2 separate regions of the Gossypium hirsutum genome follow, and region 2 is linked to region 1. A link is a contact called in public Hi-C data. All regions are on one chromosome and are shown on one strand. Each heading gives the region's core, a stretch centred on a gene start, on an enhancer-like site or on the middle of the called end of the contact. The rest is flanking DNA. Distances are from core to core; before and after follow the strand shown. Region 1 has its middle 35 kb from the start of LOC107891679. Region 2 holds the start of LOC107952252 (protein TRANSPORT INHIBITOR RESPONSE 1-like).

What was found. Hi-C and Micro-C count contacts between places; a contact is called where the count stands out from the background.
Region 2: a contact with region 1 is called in a Hi-C map of leaf, with 2.0 times the contacts expected there. The contact joins the promoter of LOC107952252 here to the enhancer-like site in region 1. A contact is called at or near these places in 4 of 34 Hi-C or Micro-C datasets (callus, leaf and seedling).

The regions. Positions count from the first base shown.
Region 1 is chrA08:14,755,847-14,762,822 of Gossypium_hirsutum_v2.1, forward strand. No RefSeq gene overlaps it. Among protein-coding and RNA genes, the nearest start is that of LOC107891679, 35 kb to the right of the region's middle. Within about 2 kb of position 2,850, at least 4 of the 9 cell types and tissues checked have an H3K27ac peak or open chromatin away from gene starts, as enhancers often do. A contact at or near this core is called in leaf, where this site is marked.
Region 2 is chrA08:15,013,396-15,020,371 of Gossypium_hirsutum_v2.1, forward strand. LOC107952252 (protein TRANSPORT INHIBITOR RESPONSE 1-like) reads left to right here and starts at 3,614. Exons shown (of 3, transcript NM_001327598.2): 1 at 3,614-4,311; 2 at 5,159-5,654; 3 at 5,730-6,959. The coding sequence starts at 3,845. The coding sequence ends at 6,527.

The DNA.
Region 1 (6,976 bases), core at 1,600-4,099:
CTATGAAATACGAATGCCCCCGACTGTCATTGTTAATCATTACTCCGATCCCGAAGGCCAACACAATAGGATCAAAATCGTATGATGTTATCCCATGCTAATGTATACAAGCGTAGGCCTGCTTTGAGCACTCTAATTTCTTCAAAGTAACAGCGCCGGAGGAACGACCCGGCCAATTAAGGCTAGTAGCGCATCGCCGGCAATAGGGACGAGCAGACCGGTGCTCACCATGAGGCAGACTGGCCGACCCATCCCTAAGTCCAACTACGAGCTTTTTAACTGCAACAACTTAAATATACGCTATTGGAGCTGGAATTACTGTGGCTGCTGGTACCAGACTTGCCCTCCAATGGATCCTCGTTAAGGGATTTAGATTGTACTCATTCCAATTACCAGACTCATAAAGCCCGGTATTGTTATTTATTGTCACTACCTCCCCGTGTAAAGATTGGTTAATTTGCGCGCCTGCTGCCTTCCTTGGATGTGGTAGCCGTTTCTCAGGCTCCCTCTCTGGAATCGAACCCTAATTCTCCGTCACTCGTCTCCACCATAGTAGGCCACTGTCCTACCATCGAAAGTTGATAGAGCAGAAATTTGAATGATGCGTCGCCGGCACAAAGGCCGTGCGATCCGTCGAGTTATCATGAATCATCAGAGCAACGGGCAAAGCCCGCGGCAACCTTTTATCTAATAAATGCATCCTTTCCAGAAGTCGGGGTTTGTTACACGTATTAACTCTAGAATTACTACGGTTATCCGAGTAGCAAATACCATCAAAGAAACTATAACTGATTTAATGAGCCATTCGCAGTTTCACAGTCTGAATTTGTTCATACTTACACATGCATGGCTTAATCTTTGAGACAAGCATATGACTACTGGCAGGATCAACCAGGTAGCATTCCTCCGCGACGTCGACACTGAATGGCTCTCAACATGCCGCGTGAGCAACGAAGAGGCCATAACAGAGCACGAGCATCGTCCGTGTCAAGTGAAAAAATGCAGAGGCATCGAGAGACAATGGCCTAAACCCTACTCTCAAAAATATTTTCCGCATCCGAAAGCACGAACGAGCACCAGTGCACCGACGAGGCCACAACAATTTAAGGGGGCACACTCATGACACGGGGCACGATTGTGGTCCACCACGCACCCCAAAGGGCACGAGATGGTGAAGGGACGGCAACACATCCATAATTCCATCTGGCTTAGGTACGCAACACAGGATCCCGATCGCACTCCTTGGGTTCAATTAGAACAAGGGGAGTCAATGAAGAGGAGTGTGGCTCGACAGTTCGATGCGGGTAGCATGGAGCCTGCCAATACACACAACCAAAACACCACTCATATGCCCATTGCGTACTAGTAGTAGCACCTACGCACACCGGCCAACAACCCATCCAACCAATGTATTGGGAGGGGAGCGGAAGGAACAATGAAACGAGGGCACACCACATACGGTTGGCACGAGAACTACAAGGGACAAAATCCTATTGGGACTTGGTCGAGCCAAGACCGAGCCTACAAACTCAACTTCCGCCCCCTAGTGAGCCGTTGCCGTCAAAGGGACTTGGTACTGGGGTCACGGGCAGCTTCGAATGCAGGCAAGGCCTTGGCAAGGCCAAGGCGCAGATGGGTCGCCGACTTGGGAGGCACAAGGCATCCCTAACATGACGGGGGAAAATGGGTAAGCCGAGCTCGAGCCCATAGCAATGCATAAGCCACCCCAAGAGATCTTTGCCCGATATAGGGAACCTGGTCTTGGAGTCGTTGGCTACATTTCTATGGGCACGGGCTTGACCGGCCGAAAAATCATCACCCCGGCCACTAGCGCCGGCGATCGACCCACCACCGTTGGTGAGTCATTGCGGGACTATCCGACCCCCGTGGGGGCTGCGGACACACCCCACCTCAGGTTCGAGGGGGGCCACGTCGGGGGGCAATGGATCTCTACCCCTTAAAGAGCTAAAAAAACTTTGTCAATTTGCTACTAGGCAACATTCTTTTTTTTGAACATAAAAGACCACAAGGGTCAACTCATATTATTACATAACATCACCAATTACAGCTTCATGGATATCCGACGGATAATCCATATAAAAAAAACAGTTGTTACCTTCACTATACATTTTTTTACAAAGTAAATGGGCAACATTATTGCAAGACCGAACGGTCCAAATTAACTCGGCTGAAAGAAAGAAATTAAAATCTGCTATACAATCTTTAATACGGGTGCCTATATTTGTGACGTCATTGGCTATATTACTTAGCCTGTTGACCATTCCAACATGGTCCGTCTCAAAAAGAACATGGCCATTTATTTTTAATTTACGCGCCACTTTAATACTTTCTTCGAAGGCCACACATTCAGCCTTTTCCACCGACAACCTTCCCTCTTTAAACCCTCCACCGCCTCCTAAAACAAAGCCCTCTTCATCTCTTATGATCGTCCCATACCCGATTCTATTTTCGCCCACTGTAGCATCAAAATTTATTTTAATGAAGCCCTTTGGAGGTTTAACCCACTGTTTCTCCAGGCCAGTGTGTGAAATTAAAGGAGCATTCACCATGTTACAAATTAGAAATTCCTTATTCAGATTGCTTGCTCTTTCCCATATTACTTGAGCCTCCTCTTCTTTTCCCCTAAAAACGTAATTATTTCTATTATTCCAGCAGTTCCATAATGTTGTCATTAAGTCAGCCATAGCCCTCTTGTCAAGGACACGCATCATGTCTTCCAACCAATCAATGCAATGGTCATATTTCTTTGTGATAAAGCTCCTGGACCATCCCCCTGTCGAGAGAACTGCACTCGACGTTGGGCAGTCTTTTAAAGCATGTAACACCGTTTCTGTCTTGGCTCCACATCTCAGACATCCCTTGTCAAAGCCCTGTCTGATGGAAGCTATTTTACTGTTAGTTGGGAGAATTTCGTGTCCCACACGCCAAGTAAAAACCCGTATCTTCGGTAAAATATCAAGCTTCCATAGTGCTTTCCAAAAAAACCTATGTGGGCCATATCCCATCTTTTTTAACAGCAGCCAAGAATAAGTAGACTTTGAGGTATAGCATCTATGCAGATTATGGAACCATATTATTCTATCGTCATGGTCTATTCTCCCAATTGGGAGGTTGCAAATTTTATCCCCCCAATCCTGCCCGTACAACTTAAAGATTTTATCCCTATTCCAGCTTCTCTGATCCTTATTCCATAGGTCTGACACTCTTCTATCATTCAGGTCAAGCAAATCCATATTAAGAGCTCCACCGTTTAATCCTTCCATCCCCCAGTTATCAGCCCTTATGTTTATCTTATTTCCATTTCCTACCTGCCACCCGAATCCATTTTTGAGGGTATTTGCTGCAGCTGCAATGCTAGTCCACTTAAAAGACGCTTTATCAACCTTCTTGGAGTTGAATATATTGCCATCAGGGAAATACTTAGACGACAACACTTTATAGCAAAGTGTGTCTTTGTTATTAATAAGGCTCCAGACTTGCCTCCCCAGTAGAGCCAAGTTAAACAGTCTGATGTCCGTTATGCCAATTCCACCCATTCCTTTCGGGTGACACAATGTTTTCCACGGAAGCATCGTCCAAAATCTGCCTTTATCTTTGCCCGTCTACCATGCTCTGATCAGCTTGGATTGTATGTCATCCAGCACACCTCTAGGAGCCTTAAAGATCGACAAAGCATATGTTGGTATGGACTGAAGAACTGCTTTTATGAAGACTTCCTTACCGCCAAATGAAATGAGTCTTTTGGTCTAGCTGTTTAATCTGCATGACAGCTTGTTAATTATCTCCTGGAAAGCCACTCTTTTCTTTTTTCCTATAGGAAGTGGAAGGCCGAGATAGTTATCCAGCTTCTCAACCACCTTCATGCCAAGAATTTCACCGAAATTGTGTCTCTGTTCCCTTGGAGTATTAGGACTAAAAAGAACCATAGATTTTTCATAATTAATTTCTTGTCCTGAAACATTAGCAAAAACCTTCAGTATATGGCTAAGACAGGTAATATCACTTTGCTTATTTTTAACAAACAGTAGAGCATCGTCAGCAAAAAATAAGTGGTTAACTCTAGGTCCTTTAATACTAGCCCTAATTCCTTGTAATGATTTTTTATTCTGAGCCTGAATCATCATCCTTGACAAGGCTTCCATACAGAAAAGAAACAGATAAGGGGATAAAGGATCCCCTTGACAGAGACCCCTCTCGGGAATAATAATGTCCGATAACAAATTATTACACTTAACAAAATATCTTACCGACCGAACGCAACACATAATTTTGTCTATCCACTGCTCAGCAAACCCCATTTTCTTCATTACCTTCTCGATAAAATCTCACTCCACTCAATCATGTGCTTTACTCATATCAATCTTGATTGCTATCCCTTTGTTTGGACCATTTTTGGAGCTCGGAAGGTAATGTAGGAGTTCATGTGCGATTAAGATATTATCATGTATCATCCTTCCTGGTACGAAAGCGCTTTGATTCTGACTGATACATCCTGGGAGGGCAACTTTAAGCCGATTAGCCAAGACCTTTGAAACAATCTTGTAAATAAATCTACATAAACTAATGGGACGATAGTTAGTAATTTCACATGGATCACGAATTTTTGGAATTAATATAATCATTGTCTCATTAATATCAGCGATGTCATTTTTTCCCTTAAGAATGTCCAGATAGAATTGAACAGTTTCATTTCCAACAATCTCCCAATGATTTTTGAAAAAACTTCCCAATAGACCATAACCCCCGGAGCTTTGTGAGGGTTCATTTGTTTAATAGCTTGGAGAACTTCATTTTCCGTGTAGTCCATCGTAAGCCACTCATTCATCTCTGTAGTAACACATTCCTGAATGTACTCCATATCATGGTTTTCAACGTTCTGACCATTTGACGAAAGAGTCTCCAAAAGTAATTTTTAGCCACATTGCTGATATCTATACTATCAGTTACCCACTTCCCATCCTCATTCTTAAGCTTCTCAATGGTATTTTTCTTTAATCGACCCATAGCTCTAGCATGAAAATATCTCGTATTCCTATCCCCATCTCTTAACCATTGAGACCTTGACCTTTGAGCCCCAGTATTTTTCTTCCCTGGCATAAAGTTGGCTAAGTCTGCTCCTCATCTCCCTTAAAATGATCACACTATCGTCCCTTGTTTCAGAATCGATGGCCCGGTCAATTTTATTTTCCAACTTCCGCATATCATTTTTCATTTTTTCCCATATCTATCCCTCTGCCACGGGCCCAGGACTCCCCGAATCTTCTCTAACTTGTTAACATAATTTGTAGCTTCTCGGTTCCACTCACTGCTAATAACACTTTTTGCCTTACTATCCGTAGCCCAACATTCTTCAAATCTGAAGCATAATCTTTGGCCTCTAGGGTACTCCTTAGGCTTACTGCCCCACATGTCCCATATGATCGCATCATGATCAGACTGTGTTTGCCGCACCACCTTAGAGGTCATAAAGGGATATTTCTCAATCATAGATACCGAGGTAACAAACCTATCTAACCTTTCTTTTATCATGTTCCCCCCGCTTCTGTTGTTGACCCAAGTAAACCACCCTCTAACAGGTTTAATATCCACAAGAGCTAAATTGTCTAGGACATCTTTAAATTCATCCATATGTGCCCTCACCTTCCTTCTCCCTCCATCTTTTTCAGCTTCATTCAGGATAGCATTAAAGCCCCCCCAACCACCCAATCCTCCCTCACCAAACCACCTACCTTTTCCAACATTTCCCAAGAATTGCTTCTTAAATTTGGATTCGCATGCCCGTAAAATCCAGTTACACGGATGTTATTATGATTTTTCAACCGAACCAGGGAATCAATGTGATGCTTAGAGAAACTTTGAATGGTAACATCTATTCCTTCCTCCCACATTAACGCAAGACCGCCGCTACGTCCTTCCGAGTTCACGGCTAAACCACTCTGCATCCTGCATCTATTTTGAACCCGACTGAACTCATTTGCACTCATCTTTGCTTCGCTCAGGAAAACAATATCAGGTTTATAAGCAGCCAGCAATTGCTTTAGCTCCCTGACAGTCGCGGTATTCCCCAAACCTCGACAATTCTAACAAAAAAACTTCATGGCATGAAGAAACCCCAGACCAAGCCACAACCGAATCAAGAACCGAGACAAGAGAAAAGGAGAACGAAGCACTCCACCGGACAGAAATCAAACCAGCCAACAGGGTCTGCAAAATAAAGACACCAAACAAAAGAAAGCGAAGCGCTGTACCAATCCAACACAAGATCGAAAAGAGAACCTCAAAACCCTACAGAGACACCTTTCGATAAACACCCACCCTCATGCTTCAAGACAGAGAGAAACATGCAAGAAATTGAAACCCGAAGCAGGAAACTACAGTCAAGAGATACCCAAGAGATTAAAAACAACTTACACAAAATCTGAAGAAAACTAAGACAACCGAGTAACAATATAAAAAAAGAATATTGTAAACAAAATTCCTGTTACAGCAAGATTAACCCTACAATGAGAATATCTTGAAACAAGTCAAAAGAAGACTCTACCATTAATGTTATCTATGCAAAAAGAATCCGAACCATTAATGGCGATCATGAAAAAGATTCAAAAAACCATGCATGATACGTACAAACCCCATGCACCCTTACGAAAGAAAAAGAACAATAAAAAAGACCACAAGAAAATGACAAAACCTCGGCAAGCCCAATAAACGATCTCGTCAAAACCGTACATGCAAGCCAATCAAACACAAACGTAAGGGTGTAAAACGAAACCCTTAATCCATGCAGAAACGACTAAAAAGAACGTAGAGAAGCCAACTTCACCGCCGCTTTTCTAGTCCACCGTGGGACCCGCCACAAAGCTATCAGCGACTTATCCCGAAACAACAAGCAGAACACCCGAAAAAATGAAAACGCACCCAAAGAACACCAAGAATCGAAAGAAAAAAAAACAAAAAA
Region 2 (6,976 bases), core at 2,364-4,863, 260 kb after region 1:
CAAATACAATTAATGATGAAATATAACTATTAATTTTTTGAGAGTCTGGTAGATTTATTTATTTATTTACTTTAATATCATCTTGATTAATTAGTTAAATATTAACTAATATTTCTTTTAAAATGTAATTTTCTCCCTAAGGAGTATCGAGGTTGTTTAAAAACCAAATATGAGATTGATAATATATATTTTATCACTCTACCTCTTATTGAATCAACTTTAAATATTCTTTTAATTAGTACACATATGTATTTATAAAAGAATAATATTTTATATATTATTCGTAAATTTTTAAACTTCATATGTAGACTTAATAGAATGATACATGTCACTTTTTTTTTAAAAATTTTATCAATAAAATAATTAATCTTTAAAAATAAGATAGAAACAATGAAATTTTTTTATATTTAATTTTTTGCACCCACATGTCATCCTCTTAATCCTATTTGTAACTCAAAAAATATTATTATTATTTAATTAGCAACTTAAAATTTAGTTTATCTCAATTTCATTAAATGCATGTTTAAAAAATAATAGGGTAAGCATAGAGCAAAGTCCATAGCATATTGGCATCCCACTCGAGGGGACGAGGGATTCACGGAGAACCGTGCGTGGGCATATTAATCAATACTATTATTAATAAAATTAATGTTCGTTATTATTAATATTTAATATTAATCACGATTTCCTCTCATTAAACAACCAGCTTTACGTACAGGAGGACAACTCAGCTACCCCTTTCTTTATTGGATTTCATTGTGTGAGATTGCTAGCTAGGAACACTCACATGTACAACCTCATTTCCCCACTCATTTTTGGGACCACACCATTTATCATTATTATTATTGTTGTTGCTGCTGTTTAACATAATAATAATAATAATAATAATAATAATATTCTCTAATTCATTTTATGCATTTGCTGCTGTTTAAAATAATAATAATAATATTAAGTATTCAAATTTGTGGTTAAAATATTATGGAATATTTAAGTTTCATTTTATTTATAATGACAAACAACTTGAATCTTTGTAATTTGAAATTTGATATTGTTTTTCATGTTTAAAATCTATTTATAAAAATGCAGCTGTAATAAGCTTTCGCAATATTGGTAAATATTGAGATTTTTTTCAGTGTTTAAGTTTAAGTTTTTTTTTGTTAATTGAGTTTTAGCTCGATTGATATGAATATTATAATGAGTTGGGAAGGGCTATGAGTAGTTTTAGGTATTGTGTAAAAAAACAGACATTATCAAAACCTATAATAAGATTATTAAAAAAAAGTTAAAGTTTTTTTTTATTCAAATGCTTAAAACTATTTACAGCTCTTTCATAATTATTAAATAAGAAGATAACATATTTTAGTGTACTCACACTTATATCTTTTTTTGCTAACAACAATACTAATTACAATAGAATTAAAATTTAATCAATATTTTGAATTTAAGTTTTTATCTAGATTTATTATTATTTAAATATAGATATATTTCTCTTTTTGATCTATTGTGCTTTGTAATATAATTACTCTTGTAATTATAACTCTTTCAAAAAAAATTATAAAAATGAATTGAAATATTGATTAATTTAATACTTTATATATTATATAAGTCAAATGTGGATTCCAATGATAATTACAATACTACCTGAAAAGTTGCTGGTAGTGATTCAATTTCGTTAATTTTGATTTGATTTCGATTTAGCTATTAAATAAAATTATTCAGTTGAATTTTTTTCGCAAAATGAAAATTCGAATTAATTTATAATTTTTTGTGTAAATATAAAAAATATTATATAACTTAGTGAAGACAACTTCTTTAATTGAGAGAGTAAAAAAAAAAGATAACTTCTAAAACGAATGAGATGACGTGGTTCTGTAAAATGACGAGGGATGAAATGGACTGTGCATGCGACCGTCCCGAGCATTTCCTATTTGTATTAAACAAATTATTATCTAAATTTCAGGGCAAATTATTTAAGAATTAGTTTTAAGAAAATAAATGAATTTCATTTAAAAATATATTTTTTGTATATAATGTATGTACTGTATATACTTTAGGTAGAGACAAGCTTTTACAGTTGCGATCGATAAGGACGCTTATCTGAAGAAGCCATCCGACGGTTCAAATCTCTTCTTTTTAGCAACTTTAGATCTGGGCCGTTGAGTTTTAACCTCTCAGCTTTTTCTACATAAAAGGGACAGCTCAAGGGACTCCATGCCAAGACAGTGCAACCCCAAAATCCATGTCCTTTTCGCCAACTGACAAAACTACCCTTTTGTTCAATTGAAGTGGGAGGGCGAATAGTTTGGTAAGATGAGGAGTATTTTCGTTATTTTACAAAACCAGTTAAAGAGTCAATTATTTTCTCTGAAGACATGTACGTGCAGCCGGTTGTAATTGTGGGGACTCTTTAACCTTTTCTTTTTATTTTTTACCCTTTGCAGTAAAAATTAATATTTATTAATTACTACTTGGAAAGCTTTTTTTTTTCCGGGTTCTGTGTATTTCGACCGTACACTGTGAAAAGGTTAACCTGATCAGACGGTCTTGATCAAGGTGCATGGTGCACCCGTTCGTACTCCATTCGTTTTTCCATGACTCATCCCTTTTATAGACATGTGAAATCTAAATTATAAAAAGAAAATAATTTTTATTTATACTTGATCAATAATGATGAAATGAATCAAGGCCGTTGGAGATGAATAAATAGGGCGGGTTGTACGCGGGGACAATGATAGCATGATTTTGAATGCAAACAATTGTATATGATTGGACTGCCGTGATGTCATGACAACAAGATTTCACATCAGATCATTCCTCATTATTTATTTTTAACCCCTTTCTTGCGGTCCCCGCAATATCCGACCCCTCAGATCCAGCCCTGCTACGTGAATCATGAGATTCCTTGCACCACCATTCTCTCCCTACACATCATCACACTTTATCAGCCCCTCCAATATCTCGTTCCTTTTTTCCTTCCGATATTTATTCAAAATCTCGCTAAACATGTGCTTGATGTAGGATGGTTATACGTGGACATCCTATTTGTTTTTATACGAATTTAGGTAATATAGATAATAATAATAATTAAATTTAATATTCATAACAAATTTGAACTTGTATATTTGTTACTTAAATTCGCATTGTTCTTGTTCATATTTATTTTCTACTTAAATGTAATACAAATGGTAAATCTACTTAATAAAAAAATATACTTTTAAAATTTAGGTATAATCAAAAGGTAATACAAATGATAAATGAAATTAAATTTATAAATTATATGAAAAAAGTTATAAATATCCAACTCGTTGCTACTGCTGTGCCACTGCCCCACATCTCTTCCATATACCCGTTTTATGCGGCTCCCCTTAGTCGTCGACGGATAAGAACCTCTCTCATCGTCTATCCTACGGCCCACATCTCTCCATCACTACGTGTTACTTTCCTAATCGCCCATCAGTATCTAAGCAGACCCACAAAAAAAAAATTGAAATTCTCTCGCTTGTCCTTTATTTCCCATGACTAATTTAACCATGGTTAAAATCTAACCATTCTTACGAACACAAAAATAAAAATCCTTATCCTCTCTCGTCCATTGTGTCTGTCTTTGACTTCACTTTCTTTCTCTCTCTCAATAGCTTCCTCCCAGCCTCTGCTCCCCCTATAAGCTTCGTTAATGGCGTTTCAGATCTCAAAAAACAAACTCTAAACCTTAAGTAAACGCAAATCCTACCCAAACCCAAGACCAAAATCGAGATAAAAAAATTCATCCTTTCCTATCAAAAGCCTTCATTCATTTTTTTTTGTGTGTGTGGTTTTTTTTTTCCTTTTATTCGAGGTTTAATTAATGCATAAGAAAATGGCGTTTTCGTTCCCAGACGAGGTGCTAGAGCATGTGTTCTCGTTCATACAATCAGATAAAGACCGGAACGCGGTGTCGATGGTGTGTAAATCGTGGTACGAGATCGAGCGTTGGTGTCGGAGGAAAGTGTTTGTGGGGAACTGTTACGCTGTGAGCCCAAGGATGGTGATCAGACGTTTCCCCGAGTTTAGATCCATTGAGTTGAAAGGGAAACCGCACTTTGCGGATTTCAATCTGGTGCCGGACGGATGGGGAGGTTACGTGTTTCCTTGGATCGCGGAGATGGCTGGAGCTTATCCTTGGCTCGAAGAGATTCGACTTAAAAGGATGGTCGTTACCGACGAAAGCTTGGAGCTTATTGCTAAGTCGTTTAAGAACTTCAAAGTATTGGTGCTTTCTTCTTGTGAAGGGTTTTCAACTGATGGTCTCGCTGCCATTGCTGCTAGCTGCAAGTGAGTTTGATGAAACTTTATTCTTTTCTCCTTTTTCGGGATTTTTTTTTTGTTTTCATTTTTAGCTGAGAAAAGGAGTTGAAGTTTTCATCTTTGTGGGAGTTAAAGTAGAGCTTTTCCCCAATTTGTTTTTGGTTTTAGCTACATTTTTCTTGAATTAGTTTTTATTCATTCCCATGAACTATTTTTTTTTAAAACAAAGATGTGAAGAACTTTTAGGAGTTTGGTCTCGTGTTCTAGTTGTCTTAGTTATTTCAGCTTTTGCTTTTCTCAGATCTGAGGTCAAGTGGGGGTTCTTTTTAAGAATATCTAATGAAAATCACATGTTCTTTTTTACCTCTTCGATACCTTGTTTTGTTTGATATCAGCAGATTCGTTTTTGAGTATTGTTTTCATTATTTTGGATGGTTTCTTCATGTGAAATGTGGACTTGTTTATGCTCTTTAATTATATTCCTTTTCTCGTGATTTGTTGTTTATATAAAACCAATAATATTTGTCTTTGGGTAAACTTTTTGCTGAGTTGGGGATTGAGGGAATAATTTTTCCATAGCTATTACTGAAGATTCTGATGGTTTATTTTTTTTCTTATCATCCTACAATTATTTGGTTGTTTTTGGTTTATTAGAGAGCTGTGAAGATTTATGTTACTTCAATTTTCTTTTGATGCAAGTTCAATTGTATATAAAAAAGGTAACTTTAGCCTTGTAATCAAGTCGTTTTCAATGATAATGACAGTGATGAACTTTTAATTTTGTTCAACATTGGTGTTCTTGGATTCAACTCAGGTAGAATTGATTTGAGCTTTCATTTTTATTTTCTCTAAATCAATCTGCTTGCTGATGTAGGAATCTGAAAGAGCTGGACTTGCGAGACTGTGAAGTGGATGATTTGAGTGCGCATTGGCTCAGTCATTTTCCCGAAACATACACATCACTGGTGTCCCTTAACATTTCTTGCTTAGGGTCTGATGAAGCTAGTTTTTCAGCGTTGGAACGTCTGGTGCATAGATGTACTAACCTCAAGACTCTTCGGCTCAACCGTGCGGTGCCCCTGGATAAGATTGCCAACATTTTACGTCATGCACCGCAGCTGGTTGAATTCGGTACTGGTACCTACACGGCTGATGTACGGCCAGATGTCTACTCAGATTTGGCCGGGGTGCTTTCTAGTTGCAAGGAACTAAAGAGCTTGTCTGGATTTTGGGATGTGATCCCGGATTACCTTCCTGCCATTTACCCTGTCTGCTCTAAATTAACATCACTGAACCTGAGCTATGCTACTATACAAAGTCCTGATCTTATCAAGCTTGTAAGCCACTGTCCGAATTTGCAGCGCCTATTGGTAAGCTTATTATGGTAATGCTGGTTTATGTATTTGCATCTGGTTTTTCATTCTTAACGTAGGTTATGTTCACAGGTACTTGATTACATTGAAGATAGTGGGCTTGAGGTGCTTGCATCTAGTTGCAAGGACTTGCAAGAATTACGCGTGTTTCCATCTGATCCATTTGGTGCAGAGCCAAATGTGTCCTTGACAGAACAGGGCCTTGTTGCCGTATCTTTGGGTTGTCCCAAGCTACAATCAGTATTGTACTTCTGCCGCCGAATGTCTAATGAGGCATTAGTTACCATTGCTCGTAGCCGTCCAAACTTCACAAGGTTTCGCCTTTGTATAATTGAGCCTAAAACAGCTGATTACCTGACTCTCGAGCCACTTGATGTTGGTTTTGGAGCCATTGTTCAGTACTGCAAGGATCTCAGGCGTCTTTCCCTCTCTGGTCTTCTTACAGATCGTGTATTCGAATATATTGGGACATACGCGAAGAAACTTGAGATGCTGTCTGTGGCTTTTGCAGGAGATAGTGATTTGGGACTACATCATGTGCTTTCCGGGTGTGAAAGCCTTCGGAAACTGGAGATCAGAGATTGCCCCTTTGGTGACAAGGCTCTTTTGGCCAATGCTGCAAAGCTGGAGACAATGCGATCCCTTTGGATGTCTTCTTGCGCTGTGAGCTTCGCAGCATGTAAGCTGCTAGGTCAGAAGATGCCAAGGTTGAATGTTGAAGTTATAGATGAGAGGGGACCTCCTGATTCAAGACCAGAGAACTGCCCAGTTGATAAGCTCTACATATATAGGTCCATTGCAGGGCCAAGGTTCGACATGCCTCCTTTTGTTTGGACAATGGATGAAGATTCTGGATTGAGGCTTTCATGAGAAATTTCCTTGGATTCAGCTCGATTGATCTCAAGAATGAATGTCTCAGGTACATGTTCATTGCGTTACTCATTGTTCCCGGTTCAGTTTTATGCAGCCTAATATAATGGCGCAGACATGATTGGAGTGGGAACATAATATGGAGGCTGTTCAAGGCTTTGAGAGCTAGATTGCCATACGTGTCGCCCTTGCCTGAGCTATCGGGTACACCACGTAAAAAATTAATAAAAAGATGGAAACTCCGGTTGTTGTGTAATCAATCAAAGGTTTTATTTGTTTCCCCATTGTTACCATCTAATACAATTTATAGAATTTTGGATGTTTATGGATTTCTGTCGCCTTTTATTTTGGGGGTAGTAATCATCTAGTGGACTTAATGTTGTCATTGTTAGACTTAGTGGAGTAATAAAAGTTGAGAGTATTCAGCCCTCATCCTCTATGTATGATAT